3 separate regions of the Mus musculus genome follow, and all the other regions are linked to region 3. A link is a contact called in public HiChIP or PLAC-seq and promoter capture Hi-C data. All regions are on one chromosome and are shown on one strand. The core of a region is the stretch at or near the end of the contact, and the rest is flanking DNA. Distances in the headings are between cores, read along the strand shown.

Region 1 (4,211 bases), core at 46-2,545, 160 kb after region 3:
TTTAGTACATTTATCCAGAAATCAGTCTAGGTTAGATTTTTGAATGATATTCTATCCTTGGTGAATGGCTCAATTCCTTAAAACTTGTTCATCAACAGCTTTTTGTAGGTTTCTTGTTTTGTTCCTTTTGGGTTATTCTCACTCTGTAACACTGGACATCCAGGGACTCAAGGCAACCATCCTACCTCAGTTGCCAGGATAAAGGCCACATGTCCTGTGCCCTTTGCCAGTGACTGCTTTAGGAGTTGAACAAATCTTTCTACCACTGGCCCTTATGATACTAATCAACACTCACATGAAAAGCCTCAGAATTCCTTTCGTTTGGTATGTCACTAGACCTCAGGAAAGGATACTATCAAAAGGCTTCGTGCAGAGAGGAATGGTGGTGGAGCCAAGAATCTGAGGGCTGGATGGCCACATGCTATGTCTCCTCATGATCTATTCAGACCCTCACATTCCTAGTGCAGAAACAGAAACAGGTCTTGCAGACACTGTTGAGAAGTGCAAGCCCACTCTAGGGTGTGTGCTACTACCCTTCTCTTAGAGCCTCTTTTAAAAAAGACTTTTATTTAATCTTATTAGTATGTATATGTGTGTGAGTGTGTGATGTGTGTGCAGTTCCTCACGGACGCCAGAAAATGGTATCAGGTTCCCCAGGTGCTGGAGTTACGGGCAGTTTTGTGAGCCAACAGCTCAAAGATCACTTCAGCTACACTGTGAGTTCCAGGCTAATCTCAGCTACATGTGATGACCCTCCTCTGTCTCAAAAGAAAATGAAGGAAAACCACCCGTTGTTGAAAAAAACAAAAAACCAAAAACCAAACAAACAAAACCCATAGCTCTTGGAGAACTTGGACACCACCTACTCTTATCTAATCCTATCCTTTCCTGAGGAAACTCAGGTCCACTGAGGTGAAGTGATCCAATGTAGTCTGAGCCAGGCCTCTTTGGCAGCTCTTTGCAGCACAGGGCATGGCCTCTCTTAAAATACCTTTCCACAGAACTTACCCCGACAGCACCAGGAACTTCCCTGAAGTTGCACTTAGACCAGATTTCTGGGTGAGTCTCAGATCAAACTGCTGCAATCTCTAGTCAGAGAGAGATAGGGTGAGCCAGAAAGGGGACACGACCAAGTTGGAGGCTGACACAGGAGCCACGCCTCCTGCAACACCACCGCTACTAGGGCGACGCTCCGGTCACGAGTTGAACACGCCGCCGGGAGCGAGCACGTTCGCTCCAAGGCCGCGCGGGAGGCGGGAGACGGGCGCGCCTCCGCGGCAGGGGGCGGGGCTCTGAGCGGGGCCGGGGCGGGGCCGCGGAGCTGAAGGTGCTGCAGCCCAGTTGCGACAGGTGCGCTGGGCAGACAGAGCGCAGGACCGTGGCCGTGCAGCGCCGAGCCCCGACGGCTTTCTAGTCAGGTAAGCGCTTCCTCTCGCCTCGCCCTCCGCAGCCTGCATGCGCGCGGAGACCCTGCTGAGCCCCGCACTCTCCCCGCGTATTTTGAGGCGGTGGGTAGCAGGAGCAGGAGGCTCACCCCTTGGGGTCCACGTTGGAGGAGCCTCCCATGCTCCGCCCTCCCTTCTGGGAAGTCCAAGGGACTGAGACTTCGCTGCCTGGGCCCCTGGTCTCGCACGGGATGGAGGGAAAGTGGCATTTCATCAAAAGTTAAAACACCCTCTTAGGGAGGTAATCCTGCCACTCTTTCCTTCTTCCACGCGGCCGTTCCTTTTCCAATTTTTCTCCCGTCCATTCCTCCAGATGAACTCTGGTTAAGACTTAACATCCTTCCGAACAGTTCCTACTTGCTGTGTCCTTCCCAAATCGCTATGGTGTACTTGAGCTGGGATCCACTGCTCACTCGCATCCGTAGGTGTTAATATTAGGTAACTGTACACCCCTGGCCACACACACTGGAGCTCGAAGTCGTGGGTGCTAGGAGCGAACCATCTGGCACCCGTCCTAGCCTTCTTATTGGTGCTCACAACAATGAGTTTAGCTGATCCTGGTGAGAGATACTGATCTGCTATTGTCTTGCAACTAATTCCAGCTCTCAAAAATCTGCCTAATCCAAATGGTTCTGTTGACTTTGCAAGTTAGCCGAAGACTGTGAGGTTATGTTTTTAAGACGTTGACCTTTGGAGGGCAGATCATCCTTGGCACGGAAGTGGGTGAGTGGGCTACTTTGTATCTACATAGTTACTGGTACAAATACCTAGTCCAGTTAGTCTATGGACGACCAAGTGTGATCATGTTTAGACAGCCTTCAAAAAGCTATAGAGTTAGCAGGAAAGAACAACTCCTCCTCAGTCGTTGTCTTCTCCTCCTCCTCTCCCTCCTTTTTCTTCTTCTCTTCCTCTTTCTGCTTCTTCAGAGAATCCCTGACTAGCCTTGAGCTGGCTATCTAGCTTTGGCTGCCTGAAATATGGCTGCCTCTGCATCTTGAATGTTAGGATTAAAGGTGTGCTCCACTGTCCCTGACCTTCAATATATATATATATATATATATATATATATATATATATATATATATATATATATATATATATATATATATATATATATATATATATATATATTTTAAAAATTACCATTTGTGTGATGTGTGTGCATGAATACCAGCCATCGTGCTATGGTAGGCTTGTGGAGGTCAGAGGGCAGCTTATAGGAGTTGGTTCTCTCTAACTTAGGATTTGAGGATCAAACTCTGGTCCTTAGTCTTGTGCAGCAAAGGTTTTCATCTTCTGAGCCATCTTGCCAGCCCAGAGAAGTTCGTTCGTCCTTTCTTTCTTTCTTTCTTTCTTTCTTTCTTTCTTTCTTTCTTTCTTTTCTTCTTCCTTCCTTTCTTTCTTTCTTCCTTACTTTCTTTCTTTCTTTCTTTCTTTCCTTCTTTTGCTTTTTTACATTTATAGTGTGTGCATGCGCGCGTGTGCGCATGCGCCATGGCATGTGCATTGAATGTAGGTCAGATGAGAACTGTGGGGTCTGTTCTTTTCTTCCAGGATTCTTCCTGGAACCCCTGCGGGTTCCAGGGTTTGAACTCAGTGCATCAGGCTTCATGGCAAGCACCTTTTCCCTGATGAGCCATCTTCCCAGCCTGAAAAAGCTTAGCTCTTTTTAAAGGTCTGCATGCACATATATGTGCATTGGTTCAACAAGGTAACATGGTACTAAATTATGTTAGGAATTCTTGAGGGGACAAAACATTTTTTTTCCCAGTGACTTTTATGCCCATTCTTTTGTGGATTCAAAGTTGCAAAAGCTCCTACCCTTAAAGAGCCTACAGTGAGATAGATGGTTAGGCAACACCACAGATACAACCTATAGTATTGGTGAAATCATTTGCTGTTATTGTTTTGGTATTTCTTCTCTCTCTCTCTCTCTCTCTCTCCCTCCACTCGGCCTCGGAAAACCTCCCAATTTACATGGAGGTATCAACCCCTGGGGCATGTGCATGCTAGGGAAGTACCCCATTGCCGTATACTTACACCACTCCAATTTCTTGCCTTGTCTTTGGTCAGTCAACTCTATAGTCTTTTGAAAATGGGATTAGAGCCTGTTTAATTCTCCAGCAATTCAGTAGGTGGGTGGAGCAGTGGTTCTCACTGCTAATGTGTTAGACTCAGAAGCAGAGTTATCAGGTAGTCCCTGATCTGTAAGTAGAGTCACTGGGCCGAGACAGTACGCCGCCCGTCGTCAATGTGAGCAAAGCAGTGCCATTTTGTAAAAATGACCTCATTGTATAACTTTGTTTGACTTGGTACATTCAGGCTTTGTTCCCGACTCTAGTTAAAGGTGGGGCCAAGTTTCAACCTAATAATTGTAGGAAGAGAAGGCTCAGAAGTGAAAATAACTCTATTAACAGTGGAGACACTGTTGGCTGTGGAGGTGCCCTTCAAATGCCTTGTTTTGAATATATTTGTTTTGACTCTGGGTGTAGCTCAGTGGTGGAGAGTGAGTTTAGCATATGTAAGAGGCTGTGTTTAACGCACTCACAGAGTATAAAGCATGTCCTGTCTTATGCCAATTAGGGGGAACTTCTGAGCCTGGGAGGATTCGTTGAGGCGTTTGATGATCTGGTGATCTGAGACTAGTGGTCACCTTTGAAAACTCTTCTTTTGACCATAGGTGTTTTGTTGAGGTTTTGGGATTATGTCTCATGGAGCTCAGCTTCAGGTTGTTATGTAGCAGAGGCTAGACTTGAAGTCCCACTC
Region 2 (3,962 bases), core at 1,367-3,866, 210 kb before region 3:
ATGAGACAGATCTTAACTCATCTTTATACTCGTGGCTGCAGCCAGAAAAGCATTCACAACATGGAAGCAATTGTGCCTCAACTGTTGCTGAAGCATTCTGCTACTGGTTGACACGGCAAGGGCCAGCCCACTGAGAGAAGTGGGAGTCAGGCAGTTCATGGAGAAATGAAGAGAGGATCTAAGTTACAGCTGTTCTGTGATCTATGGGGGTTGGAACAGACATAGACGTGATGGCAGAAATGTACAACTGTACTAAACCAGTCTTAGCCCAGATCTACTTATAAGGACATGGAACCCACTTGTCTAAGAGTAATGTCCCTTAGAGAATCCAGTGTTTGTCAAAAAACAAAAACAAAACAAAACAAAACAAAAAAACCCAGCTGCCTGTAAAAACTCCAACAGGAGAGACTGTAAGGAAACCTTCCTATACCCCCACCCCATATTGTCTTGGAAACAAGAGCCTGATATAAAGACAGCCCGGTTGCAGGGATTCCTGGAGAACTGCTCAGGTGAACAAGGTGCAGGAAGGAGATCACCCAGAAAGAGGACTGGCCCTAAGAGAGCTGTGGCTCTCATGAGACCTCATACCATTCCACAGAGAAAGGCTGGGCACTACCAGGTGTTGTGACCCAAATAACCACTCTTGTTCCAGCAACCCTCTGCCTCAGTTTCCACAGTGTGGGATTATGGCCGTTCTTTCTTCACCACACTGTGGTCTTCACCTACTGTCTCACTGGACTAAAAAATGTCAGGCTAGCTTCCAGCTGCCCCTTTCAGCTTTTCCTTCCAGCCCATCTCCATTCCTTTGTGACGTCTGCAGAACCAATCTCTCCAGGGCCTCCATGGGCACAGTAGGCTAGACTCAGATCAGTGCATCCCTCAACCTTCACTGTAGAAGCTGCTTTCCACATGAGGCGGGGATTCTCAGAGACCCACAGCTTCGAGACAGTGTGCAGAGACTTTGTAAAACTTAAGCACTCAGCCCTAAATGGGACGTCATCAAACCCCTCTCCTCAAAGCCCAGAGACCCATGGAAGAGGAGGAGGAGGTAGTGTAACTCCATGGAAACTGTCTTCAGACACAGCAGGACCGATGCTCACATGAACGAATGGCGACAGTGTGCACAAGACCAGCACAATCCAAACCAGCAAAAATCTCAACTCAGAAGGGGAAGAGGACAGACTCCCAACCATGACGCTCTGTGCAGCAATGCTGGGAAAGGGAGACCCACTGTGTATCAACTGCACTCCACTCAGAACAGGCCGCTCATGGATCTCTCTCTCTGACATTAAAGGCGTGCACACAACCTCCACATAACTTCCTTTTTTTGCTTGTTTTTGTATAGAAAGAGAGACCACAAACACACATAACATTGGGACATGGAGTTTAGTATCTGTTGACTGTTTGAGATGTTTACAATAATCAACCTGCACTTGGTGGTGCACACCCTTAATCCCAGAGGCAGAGACAGGCGGATCTGTGAAGTTCCATGCCAATCAGAGATACACAGTGAAACCCTGTTTCAAAAAACCAAAAATAAGTAGCACAGGTATCTATAGAGCCCCAAGCCATACCGTTAAGCCTTGGGGGTTGGGGAGTCCTTTTGTTTAGCGCTTATCATTATGATATTCTTGAGGCTAGCTACATTTTATGTCAGTCACACACTGAAGAGGAACAGACCGGAGCACCTCCGGAGGTGCAAGGCCCTTGGACAGCTATAAAGTGTCCTTCCTCGGCAGGAAAGATGGCTGTTCTCAAGGGTCTTTCACTCAAAGAACAAAGGGCCTTTCCAACTTCCAATACTATAGCCATCATGGAAGAGAAGCCACACTTCTCAGAGTTCAAGGCCAGGGTGGCTGGATGGCCCGGGTTGCCAAGCCTGACGACTGGAGTCTAAACCAGGAATCCACATGGTTAATGGAGAACCGTCAGCCTGCAGGTGTCCTCTGACAGTCACATGCATGCCATATCCCAGAATGCAGTGCTCATTCCATTCTCAATGTCAAACTATTAAACACTCAGAGTATAAACATCAGAACATAGAATATCTATGCGCTCGCTTCATACCAGGAATCAATAGATGGTAATGGTACAACATACTACTTCAGATTAACTCCTGTCCTACACTTGGGTGCTGTCATTCCCTGTGCTAGGTTCTCTTATTTCTTTCCCTTCTGTGGCACTGGGGATCAAACCCAGGGCCTTGGTACATACAGATAAATGCTCTACGTTGACATATGTCCCCAGTTCCCTATTTTGTTATCAAGCCACCAAATGAGTCGTTGTTATTGTTGTAAGAAGCCGACAGTAACAAGTAAACACTCATCTTTTGGGGAAGCACAGGGACACCAAACCCCAGGTCTTGCACATGCTAGGCAAGTCTTAGTAATGACATTAACCACTGGTATCCTAGTTAGGGTTTCGCTGTCGTGAAGACACCATGACCAAGGCAACTCTTGTAAGAACAACATTAAATTGGGGTTGGCTTTACAGGTACAGAAATTTAATCCATTATTATGGCTCTAGAGGGGCTAAGAGCCCTTGTTCCGAAGGTAGCTGGAAGACTGACTTCCAGGAAGCTAAGAGGAAGGTCTCAAAGCCCATCCCACAGTGACAGACTTCCTCCATCAAGGCCACACCTACACAAACAAGGCCACACATGCTAATAGTGTAGCTCCCAGGGCCATGCATATTCAAACCACAACTGGGGTACATTCCTAAGTACAGAATTCTAGGCTGAAAGGTAGATCTCAGTCCATTAATGTCTAATGGTACTGTTCAAAACATCTGTTGTTAGCTTAACAGTCATTCCTTTCTAAATACTTTCTCACTTTTGGAAGCTTTTTAAAATCTAACACTTATCTGGGCTGGGAGCACAGCTAGCTCAGCAACAGCCGCCTAGTGTGCTGGCCAGTGGACAAGATGTAGCTCATGTAGACGCATAGACGCACGCCTCCCATCCTCTCCTTCCTCCTATTTACCTTTGTGCTCATCCTGGGTAGTTTACTTGGATTCTCTGATTCCCCCATTCTTCAATCACATCTAAACTGTTGTAAAGGACCTACCTATCTTTCTAGGTTTGTTCATTTTCAAAGTCCTCCCAGTCTTCTGTTCCAGTGGTAGGGTCTCTGTATCTTTCCTGATTTAAACCAGACATAGAGTCCCTGCTAATTTCATGATCTGGGTTCTTTAGGGAGCTTATACTACATCTGTTGCTGTCTGCTAATACATTATTTCTTTTAGCTTTTTTAGCTTTCAGTTGAATTCTTTAGGGTTCCCCACACACAATTGTTGATTTGTTAAAACAAAAGGGTGATATCCTCTGAAGCACCGTGTGTTAATTACATCAGGTTCCATTGTAAACTTGTGCTTTGGAGCCCAGAGCAGGGAATGAAGGAACTGGGGAAGGCCCGTAGGCAGAGCGCTAGGATGCAGCCCCTTTGCTATGTTGTGTACTATGAGGGTCTCATCCTACAACACGCTCCCGATGAACATAGACTTTACACAGGCACAAAACCAATGGAGCCAAACCAGTCAAATGGAACCAAATCAATCTTTCCTATTTAAAATGGCATTAAAGATGGCAGTTATTGCAGCCTAGGGATGGCCCAGTGGTTAAGATCACTTTTGCAGAGGACCTGCGTTTGTTTTTCAGTGCCCTTGTCGGGCAACTCATAAGCACCAGCTCCAGGGCATGTAAGCCTCTTCCAGCCTCTGTGGGCACTGTACTCATGCACACACCCTAACACATGCACACAATCAAAACTATAGAAAACAAACCCTTTCAAAACTACACAAAGATAACAACACACCTGTCCACTGTTGATTCAATCAAAATTCCGAGTACCTAGCTCCATATCGTCTTTAACTGACAGACTTCTGCGGCTGGGGTTTTTGCTACTTTGTGCTGTTGGATTTTTCTGTTAATTCTACTTTCCTAGCGGGGCTGTCTGTCTGGACTG
Region 3 (4,010 bases), core at 1,102-3,601:
GAAAGAAGGAACTCACCAACGTCAGCAAGTCGGGACAAAGGCTTGAGTGGGGGAGGGGGCGAGGCAAAGTTTTTCTGTCAGAACAGTAATTATGAAGAAAACATTAAAAAAAAAAGGGAACGAGATTAGTTCAAAATATGCTGCAGATGTCACAAACACTACCACAGATCTGGGGATCCCTGATTTATTTTTATAACTTGAACTCTGGATAGCATCTTCCTACATCTCTAACCAACCATCTGTGTACTTGAAGCAGGACAGACAGATGGCCAATACGCTGACACTGCAGGCTCAAGGTTCCTCAACTGCTATTTTCTTCTAGAGTGCAAAGACATAAGATGCAGGACAATGCAGTACAAATCCTTAAGAGAGAAATTTAAACTAAGTCGTGTGCCAATCAAAGTATCCTGCGTGGAAGAATAACCAATTCACTGGTCCTTAAAAAAAAACAAAACATTTAAACCCTGGCATTCCCAGTTTCTAAGACTTTCACACCTTTTCAGGGAGTAGGGTGAGCTAGTCAGTAGTGGAACCTAGAAAGAGCCTTCCAAAGATGTCTAGAAACACCAAGAGCTGTAAACAATAATCGTGTGGAGCAGATCCATACCAAGGGGAGCACCCAGGATTTCCCTTTCCCGGTGAAAGCAATCAGGTCCTATTTTTAATCTCCCCCTCATGCAAACATCCAGGGAAACCTCCCATTCTGGCTAATGAAAGCTATAGCTGATTTGTTACTGAAAGTAAATACAGAACTGTTTTAAAAGATCTGAATGGAATTCGTCACACTCGGTGGCAACACTTTCACAAGAAGATGACAAGAAAAAAACAAAACCTTAAGGGAAATATATTTTAATAAACTACTTCAAATGTTTTTTTTTTTTTAAATCTGGTAAATATTGTAACCAAAGGTATCACCGGGCAAGCAACCCAAAGGTTTCCTATCTTCCTAAACGCTTCCCCACTGATTAATTGAAAAGTAATATGTTGATAATTGCATGCAGGTGAAAAGATCACCACCCTACACATTGGGAAAGCCTTAAAGGGTTATTAAAATTAATTATTTCCTTCAATCGAGTAAGATCTGTGACACTCAAACGCACTTCTGGCTTTTCACTATAAGTGATTCTCAAAAAGGTTTGAAAAAGCCCAGTGTCGTGACAAGTTAACAAAAAGTCGGAACTAGAACGCTCCTGGGAACTTGATCACATTCCTTACTCTTTTCCAATCAACAGTTTTTAGTGAACTTGAAAAATACTGGGGAGGGTCTTTGGCAAGGAATTCAACAATATGCAACTCTGGAGACATCAGCGAAGTGTACGGAAACCAAGCGCGGAGAAAATGCTGCTTTTGTTCAGAGGCCGCCTGCGATAAAAACAGGAACTTTACAGAGAAGCTGATCTCCACAGCACATTCGCCTGACCACATGCCCACAGCCGGCATTGAGGTCCTCATTGTTATCCAAGGCACTTCTCTTGTAACAGAGCCCAGATTTAGTCCATGTTTGAAATTATCTACACAAACCCAACCCTCCCTGTACCAATCCATTGTCAAAAGAAAGAGGGTGCCGGCCAGGATTTGCATGTACCCGGTAGCCACCTCTACAAAGACTCCAAAAGGTGACCAGATAGGAAAACCTAGACTGAATGCAGGTGGCAAGAAAAGCCTGCTGCTCCCAAGGACAGAGGCGGTCTAGAGGCAGCGGATCGGGGGGTCTCTGGGTTAGCGCCACCGCTTCCGACCTCCCTCGGACCCTCAATGGCTCCCCCGCTCCTTTCTCACGCCTGTCACTGGTGAGGCACCTCGCATTGTTAGAGAAGCAGGAAGACGTGCAGCTGCGGCGTCCCCCTGCGCCTCGTTCTGAAGCCGGAGCGAGGGGACAGGCGAGCGGCCCTTCGGGAGCAAGGCAGCAGAGGGGCAAGGTGTCAGCCGGAGGGCGCAGCTTTGTCTCCAGCTGACCCGTCCCCGGGTCCTGCGGGGCCCCCCAGGGACAACAATGAAAGCCCAGCCGCGCTTCGCGGGTGGGGAGCGGCGAGCCCCGCCAGCCCAGCCGCCCACAGGCCGCCGCCCGCTCGCCCGCTCGCCCGGCCCGCCGCGCGCTCGCCTACCCTCAGACAGCTCCAGCTCCAGCTCAGCCAGCTGCGCCCGCACCTCGGGGGGCAGCGCGGCCACCGCGGCCGGCGACGGCTCCAGGCCTCGCTCCGCCATCGCGGCTGCGCCAGCCACACTCCGGAAGACGAGAGGGGGCCGAAGGAGGGACGGACTGACGCGGGCCCACACCCCGGCTACAGGATCCGGCTCCAGCCGCCGAGAGCCGCCGGCGCTGCCGCTGCCGCCGCCGCCGCCGCCGCCATGAGCGAGGGTCACGTGAGCGTGCGGCCCCGCCCCCCGGCCTGGAGCTCGTCCCGCCCCGGAGACGCAGGACGGGCGTGGCTACAGCGCCCTCTACCGCGGATCTTGGAGAGCGCAGGCTGCCGTCGCCTGCTCTGCTCTCCTTGGGAAGATGCGGCACCTGCTGCATATGACGCCTACCTTCCACAAACTCTCAAGCAAGAGGACTCCGGGACGTTGCCCTTACTTCTTCCAGTCCCTCTCACTCGGGAGAGCATGCATCTGTCATGTCTTTTCCCCCATTTTCCCTGATGGACCTGCCTACAGGCCACATCCTTCATCTACCCCAGATTCTGGATTATGCCTGCCAACAACTCTTTGATTTCTTTTTCGGTGCTTCTTGTAATCCCAGCACTCAGGAGGTGGAAACCGGAGGATCTGAAGTTCAAGGTCATTCTCTCCTCAGTGAGAGCCAGCCTGGGCTACATGAGACCTGTCTCAAAACACAAGAAAAAAGATCACAGTCGAACTTGCTTCATCTTGCCTTGACTCCTAAAGACTTATAAAAAGAACTTCTGTGGGAATAGGGGTTGGGGACATGGTTTCATTGTTACAATCGCTGGCTGCTTCTGCAGAAGGCCTAAGCTCAGTTCTCAGCACTGGGCGTCTAATGCCAGCTTGAGGACCTCTGCAGACCTCTACACACACGGCTACATACACCGCATTCGGTATAATGGTGCACGCCTTTTATCCCAGCACACAAGAGGCAGAAGCAGGCTAATCTCTGAGTTTGAGGCCAGCCTGGTCTACATAGTGAATTCCTATTCAGCCAGGGCTACACAGTTAAGACCCTGTCTGGAGGAGCGAGGAACGGAGAGGGGAGGGGGAGGAGAGGAAGAGGAAGAGGAAGAGGAAGGGGAAGAGGAAGGGGAAGGGGAAGAAGAGGAGGAGGAGGAGGAGGAGGAGGAGGAGGAAGAAGAAGAAGAAGAAGAAGAAGAAGAAGAAGAAGAAGAAGAAGAAGAAGAAGAAGAAGAAGAAGAAGAAGAAGAAGAAAGAAAGAAAGAAAGAAAGACATCTCTTTATGCAGTCTTGCCTGACCTGGAACTCTCTACTCAACCGACAAAGGACAAAGATCCACTTTCATCTGCCTCCTTGCTGAGTGTTGGAATCAAAGACGTGCCCTAGCTTGATGGGGAGTTGGGGATAGCTTTTTTTTTTTTTTTTTTAGCCACCTCAGTATGTAACCTATATGTAGTCCAAAAGTACTCATTCTAGTTTAGTATATATAAGGAAGGCCAAAAAAAAAAAATCCCTGTATTCTTTTTCCCCTCTTTTATTATTATTATTTTCTTTATTTACATTTCAAATTTTACATTCCTGTATTCTTACCAAAAACTATTAAGATCTTTATTTTACATTGTAACTTTTGTGTTTAGTATTGAAATTTTGTCACAGGGAGACAACTGATTTATGATTTTTTTCCCCACTGTGTGCATGGGGGGGGGGGGGGTGGCACACACAGCCTGAGGGGATCCTAGTGTCTCTTTCTTTCCAAGGTGCTCCAAAATGGAAGCTGGGGATGTTAGAAGCAGGGAGCCCAGGAGTCAATCCCCAACATTACATAAACTGAGGAGCTAAATTCAAAATCAGTCTGCTCTGTCTCGAGTTCTAGGCGGGCCAGG

What was found. HiChIP or PLAC-seq counts read pairs in DNA pulled down with a chosen protein or histone mark. Capture Hi-C pulls out chosen DNA fragments and counts their contacts.
Region 1: a promoter capture Hi-C map of adipose tissue shows a contact between it and region 3. The contact joins the promoter of Lima1 here to the promoter of Dip2b in region 3. A contact is called at or near these places in 2 of 39 promoter capture datasets (cranial neural crest and hippocampal neurons), 1 of 484 Hi-C or Micro-C datasets (embryonic stem cells), 1 of 115 datasets of contacts at active chromatin or transcription factors (pancreatic cancer cells) and 3 of 9 other capture datasets (adipose tissue, liver and pancreatic islet).
Region 2: a contact with region 3 is called in an H3K4me3 HiChIP or PLAC-seq map of embryonic stem cells, with 9 times the contacts expected there. The contact joins the enhancer-like site here to the promoter of Dip2b in region 3. A contact is called at or near these places in 20 of 39 promoter capture datasets (the 3T3-L1 cell line, 3T3-L1-derived adipocytes, the C10 cell line and 15 more), 2 of 15 datasets of contacts at CTCF or cohesin (large pre-B cells and pro-B cells), 17 of 484 Hi-C or Micro-C datasets (the N1E-115 cell line, Th1 cells, bone marrow-derived macrophages and 13 more), 28 of 115 datasets of contacts at active chromatin or transcription factors (the 230-238 cell line, the SCID.adh cell line, T-cell acute lymphoblastic leukemia and 18 more) and 4 of 9 other capture datasets (adipose tissue, embryonic stem cells, liver and 1 more).

What each region holds. Positions count from the first base shown.
Region 1 is chr15:99,872,540-99,876,750 of GRCm38.p6, reverse strand. Lima1 (LIM domain and actin binding 1) reads left to right here and starts at 1,295. Exons shown (of 11, transcript NM_001113545.1): 1 at 1,295-1,418.
Region 2 is chr15:100,247,550-100,251,511 of GRCm38.p6, reverse strand. All of the region lies in intron 3 of Atf1 (activating transcription factor 1), which reads right to left. Among named protein-coding and RNA genes, the nearest start is that of Atf1, 22 kb to the right of the region's middle. Within about 2 kb of position 2,616, at least 25 of the 459 cell types and tissues checked have an H3K27ac peak or open chromatin away from gene starts, as enhancers often do. A contact at or near this core is called in acute myeloid leukemia, bone marrow-derived macrophages, embryonic stem cells and 2 more, where this site is marked.
Region 3 is chr15:100,037,005-100,041,014 of GRCm38.p6, reverse strand. It overlaps Dip2b (disco interacting protein 2 homolog B), which reads right to left and starts at 2,351. Exons shown (of 38, transcript NM_001159361.2): 1 at 2,106-2,351. The coding sequence starts at 2,205.